Regions from separate parts of the Rattus norvegicus genome. Here region 2 is linked to region 1. Evidence: chromatin contacts called from public Hi-C data. All regions are on one chromosome and are shown on one strand. The core of a region is the stretch at or near the end of the contact, and the rest is flanking DNA. Distances in the headings are between cores, read along the strand shown. Region 1 has its middle 16 kb from the start of Fdps. Region 2 holds the start of Clk2 (CDC-like kinase 2).

The links. Hi-C and Micro-C count contacts between places; a contact is called where the count stands out from the background.
Region 2: a Hi-C map of liver shows a contact between it and region 1, with 2.5 times the contacts expected there. The contact joins the promoter of Clk2 here to the enhancer-like site in region 1. A contact is called at or near these places in 8 of 12 Hi-C or Micro-C datasets (the A7r5 cell line, the Rat2 cell line, Schwann cells and 4 more).

The regions. Positions count from the first base shown.
Region 1 is chr2:176,818,880-176,821,796 of GRCr8, reverse strand. No RefSeq gene overlaps it. Among named protein-coding and RNA genes, the nearest start is that of Fdps, 16 kb to the right of the region's middle. Within about 2 kb of position 1,651, at least 6 of the 93 cell types and tissues checked have an H3K27ac peak or open chromatin away from gene starts, as enhancers often do. A contact at or near this core is called in hepatocytes and liver, where this site is marked.
Region 2 is chr2:176,866,982-176,869,779 of GRCr8, reverse strand. It overlaps Clk2 (CDC-like kinase 2), which reads right to left and starts at 1,357. Exons shown (of 13, transcript NM_001014254.1): 1 at 1,091-1,357. It also overlaps a transcript of Hcn3 not described here.

The DNA of each region.
Region 1 (2,917 bases), core at 402-2,901:
CATGCCCAGCTGTCATTGACATTTTTTTAAAAAAATATTTATTTATTTATGTATGTATGTATTTATGTATTTATTTATTTATTATTTAATGTATATTAGTACATTGCCGCTGTCTTCAGACACACCAGAAGAGGGCATCCAGTTCCGTTACAGATGGCTGTGAGCCACCATGTGGTTGCTGGGAATTGAACTCAGGACCTCTGGAAGAGCAGTCAGTGCTCTTAACCACTGAGGCTTCTCTCCAATCCCCTCCCTGCCTTTTGTTATTTTTTTTTTAATTTTTTTTTGATTCTTTGAGACAGACTGCCCTAGAATTCACTATGTAGGCCAGATAGGCCTTGAAGCCATAAAGATAAACCCATTTTTTATTTTTTTGGTTCTTTTTTTCGGAGCTGGGGACCGAACCCAGGGCCTTGTGCTTCCTAGGTAAGCGCTCTACCACTGAGCTAAAAGCCCAGCCCCAAGATAAACCCATTTTTGCCCCTTAAATTCTGGAATTAAAGGAGTATGCCACTATGTCCAGACCTCTTCCTTTTTTAATAAACTGTCTCTAACTCGGGAGTGGGCAGATCTCTGAGTTTGAATCCAGCCTGGTCTACAGATCTAGGATAGCCAGGGCTACAATGAGAAACCTTGTCTTGAAAAACCTAAATAAACAAAATAGTCTCTCTATTTCTTTTTATTTTTTTTTCTTTTTTAAAAAAAAGTATATTCAGGAACGCCCAGATAGAGATGCATAAAACAAGGTTTAAGAAGGTTAAAAAAAGGGTTGGGGATTTAGCTCAGTGGTATAGTGCTTGCCTAGCAAGGCCCTGGGTTCGGTCCCCAGCTCCGGAAAAAAAAAAAAAAAGGTTAAAAAAAAAAAAAAAAAAAAAAAAAAAAAAAAGGGCTGGAGAGTTGGCTCAGAGGTTAAGAGCACTGTCTGCTCTTCCAGAGGTCCTGAGTTCAATTCCCAGCAACCACATGGTGGCTCACAGCCATCTATAATCAGGTCTGGTGCCCTCTTCTGGCCTGCAGGCATACATGCAGGCAGAAAGCTGTATGACGTATACATAATAAATAAATAAATGTTAAAAAAAAAAAAGTCCTGAGTACGAAATAATTCTGTCTCCATGGAGCTGGGCAGGCCACCTGTAGGGCAGCCTGAAGTACTGTCAGGGTTCCTCATAACCATTTCATCATGGATGCGTGATAAATTATTAACTGGAAGTTTCAAGTGTCATACTATGATCTTGTGACCAGCTGCCATCTGGAGCCACCAAAAGAGTTTTCTGATTGGAAGCCAATGAGAGCCAGGCGTGGTGGCACATGACCTTTACTCCCAACAGAGGATGACCCTGAGTTTGCAGCCAGCCTGGTCTACATAGGGAGTTTCAGGACAGCCAGAAGAAACCCTGTCTTGGGGGTGAGGACTGCCAATCAATCAGCATTCCTGAAGAGTGGCTGGTTAAAGCATCTGTACTAGTGCCTCAGTGTTCGAAGTGCACTAGTTGCTCTTTTTTTTTTTTTTTTTTTTTTGGTTCTTTTTTCCCAGAGCTGGGGACCGAACCCAGGGCCTTGTGCTTCCTAGGCAAGCACTCTAGCACTGAGCTAAATCCCCAACCCCGCACTAGTTGCTCTTACAGAGGACCTTGCACCCACACGGTGGCTCACACCAGAGAATCCACCCCCTCTCCTGACTCTCTTCAGGCAGCAGGTACGTACATGCCATATAGATACATATGCAGGCAGCATCCTGTAAATATAAGATAAAAAAAAACTTTTTTAAAAATGTCAATGGTGGGCTGGAGAGATGGCTCAGTGGTTAAGAGCACTGACTGCTCTTCCAGAGGTCCTGAGTTCAATTCCCAGCAACCACATGGTGGCTCACAGCCATCTGTAACGGAACTGGATGCCCTCTTCTGGTGTGTCTGAAGGGAGCTACAGTGTACTCATATACATTTGAGAGATAGATAGATAGATAGATAGATAGATAGATAGATAGATAGATAGATAGAGTAGCAAACCTCATACAGGACATTCAGAACATACAGAACAAAACAGGATGTGTGGTCAGCTTGTCAATCAGCTTGTCTTTGAGCCAAGCCATTTCTGTGTCAATGATGGGCAGGCGTGTTACAGCAACAATATGAAATAGCTGTCAGGCATGGAACAAAATAGCTACAGTTATTCGGAGGGGTGTGTGTGTATGTGTGTGCGCGCGTGTGTGAGTGTGTGTGTGTGTATGTGTGTGCCAGACCATAACAAACATGATTAACTCCTGACCTCAGAAACAGTGAGAGCCTGGGAAGCCAAGGCCATGTGAAGAACCAGCCTGGGGTCTATTTCATTGTAAGAGAAACCAGGTTCATTCCAGCTTATGACTAAACCTCTGTTTCTCAAGGACTGGCTCTGCCCCACCTGTAACCTTGACTACAAATGGTTCTGTACTGTCTATTGCAGAAATGGCGATCATGTGCTTGCCTCACATCATCTCGCAATACTACCTTTGTATGACCAGCTGTGACTGCCCGTTATGCTCACCTTGCCCCCATGTTTCTGATTCAGGAGGTCATCAGGACCAACTTGTTCTGCGTATGTCCTGCTCCTGTAACCCTCTCTAATTTGCTCACCAAATCCCACATTTGGAAATTCCCTGAGTTATGAAATCCCTGTCTTCCTCACATCTTAAACTCTGCCTTAGTGGGAGGCATCTCGTGTACAGGAACAAGGTAGCTTGCTTAAATTAACTGCTTGCTTTAGTTAATTTGTCCATGATGATTTGGGTTAATGGCCTTTCTCCTCCCATCCTTGGGATAAGCACATGCTTGTCCTAGGAGAGCCATCTACGTATAGTTTGTGTGGGGGATTGTTAAAACAAACAAACACACACACACATACCAGTGGTTTTATATTAAGAACACAGCAAGAGCAGCCC
Region 2 (2,798 bases), core at 108-2,607, 48 kb before region 1:
TAAGTACCTGGCAGAATTTGAACTCAGAGATCTTGTTAGCTTCTGTCTCCTGAGTGCTGGGATGAACGACTTGCAAGACCACACTTGACATATCCTAAGCTGGCCTCGATTTTTTTGATCTGTAGCCTAGGATGGCCCTGAATGTCTTCTGATCCAAGTGCAGAAATTACAGACCAGCCTCATGATGGCGCTGGGGCTTACACAGACTGGAGATAAACCCAGGACTTCTTCATGACCACCACCACCACATCACCTGAGCTATAACCCTAGCCTACTAAGTACTTTTTAATTAATATCAGTAATATTTGGCTGGCAGCTGGGTCTCCATTAAATGAAATGGACTGACTAAGATTCATGAATCCTTTTTTAGTCAAAGGGGAAAAATCAGAGCGAAATCACTGTTATAATCCAGGAAAAGCACAGGACGATCTGAGTAAGATGAGCCTCTGGGACAGTCTTGGTCCAAGACTGACAACATGAGGTCTGTAGTTTTGACTCCAACATCTGGTTGCCATTCTCTGCCGCTTCCTCACAACCTTCTTAAATTAAGGAAAGTAACCTACTGTACATTGGCCTAAAGTGGCTGACAGGAAGGAAACTGAGAAGACGCAAGCACTAGACTTTGCCAGGTAACCCAATCTTAACTTAATGAATAGAAATGCCATCTCACTTTGGAGACCTACCAACAAAGTCACTGCGGCCTTTCCTAGAAAAGCATATCTAGTTTAGCTTCCTCAACTTCTAAACTTTTCTTCCTATCTTACTCAAAAAAGCCGGAATAATTCCCTAGAGTCAAACTCTTCCTCTACACTGCCATCTTAACACTTTTCGGTTCATATTAAACCCTTGGTCCAACTTTTGCACGTCTGGAATCGCTCCTGTCTGTACCTCATCACTTCTACAGCTCCTCCAAGTTTACTATACTGTAGGTCTTGCTACTACACAGAAGCACGTCGACCTCCCTCCCTCTCATCTCGCTAATCTGCTGCTTCCAGAGCCCAACACTCCTAATGTCTCCATATCCCGTTGCCGCCCGTCTGGCGGTAGCCATCTTTCCGCGGCCCCAAGGTCCGCCAGCCCGCGCGCTCACCGTTCTGGCGGCGAGGCCCGTGCGCTTGTCCCACAGGAAGTCCGTGATGGCGGCGGCACTGCGGCCGGAGTCCCGGCACCCCCGCGGCGACGAAGTGCGGTTCCACCCCCCAACCCGGGGCCCTGGGACCTCCCGCCCCGTTCCCGGGCTCTGCTCCAGTCCCGCCCGCCCGGGCTCCGTCCCCGCCCCCAGGATCCGCTCGGCGCCTCTCGCACCGCCCCCGCCCGGGGCCCGATCCCAGCTCGGTCTCCGGCTCTGGCCTCTCCGCTCCGCCGCCGCCGCCGCCGCCGTGAGCGAGCACGCACGCACGCACGCACGCACGCACGTACTGCGTCACTTCCCAGCCTCTTATGGGCTCCGCCCACACACGCAGGGCCTTTCCGGGTGGTGTGCCACTCTCCAGAGTTCAAGAAGCTGTGGGTCCGGCTCAGGGTGTGGGTCCGGAGACACCAGGAACTTGTCGTGTGTTTGTTGGGTCTCTACTCCTTTTATCCTTTCCCTTGACACCTTCCTCTTGCTCTTCACCGGAAGACATTGTAGCTTATTTCATATTGGCTGTTTAAAGGATTATTTACATTGTATCACTGTTGGGCAAAGGACTCTTGTGAGGCTTTCTGAAGTCTGATTCTTCAAACAAAACTTAAAAAACATACCCTCCCGCTGCCGAACGCTAGCAAAGAAAGGCTCCCTCTTTGTCCTGCACAAAAGCCTTTCATGTTTCGGGCAGGTGCATAGCGAGAGAGGAAGGAAAATTAGACGCCAGAATGGGGAACCATTGTGGTTTAGCTAATTTATATTAAGTACAAATGTTCAAAATCATCTTTTTTTTTTTCGGTTCTTTTTTTTCGGAGCTGGGGACCGAACCCAGGGCCTTGCGCTTCCTAGGCAAGCGCTCTACCACTGAGCTAAATCCCCAACCCCTCATCTTTCTTTTTAGATCTACCTTAAATTACTTATGTTTCGGGGCTGGGGATTTAGCTCAGTGGTAGAGTGCTTACCTAGGAAGCGCAAGGCCCTGGGTTCGGTCCCCAGCTCCGAAAAAAAAGAACCAAAAAAAAAAAAAATTTACTTATGTTTCTGTAGCAGGGAATGTACATTTCAGTATTCATGAGGTCAGAAGAAGGAGTCAAATCCCCTGAAGCTGAGGTCACAGGCAGTTGTGGGCTGGCCATTGTGGCCATTGTGGATGTGGATCCTCCAGAATATTGAACTCCTAACCACTGAATCATCTATCTCTCCAGTCCCAGTTTACTAAATATTACCGAAGAAGAAGGAGAAGAAGAAAAAAAAGGAAGAAGCAGTAGGTAATTATGGTGGTTCATGGGGCTGGGGATTTAGCTCAGTGGTAGAGCGCTTACCTAGGAAGCGCAAGGCCCTAGGTTCGGTCCCCAGCTCCGGAAAAAAAAGAACCAAAAAAAAAAAAAAAAAAAAAATGGTGGTTCATGCCCATAAGACTGAGGTGGGACGATTTAAAGGAGCTCAAGGCCAGCATGGACTACAGTGTTGAGACTGTCTCAAAAACAAACTAGTTCAGGATGTGGCTTAGTTGATAGAGCACTTGTCTTTTACCCAGAGTGCCCTGGCAAGAGAGCCACACATACAATTTACACATGGAATCAATCCCAGGACATGGGAGATGGAGGCAGGATTAAGGTTATCTTTGCTACATGATGAGTTTAAACCCAGCTCTTGCACACTGACACTCTGT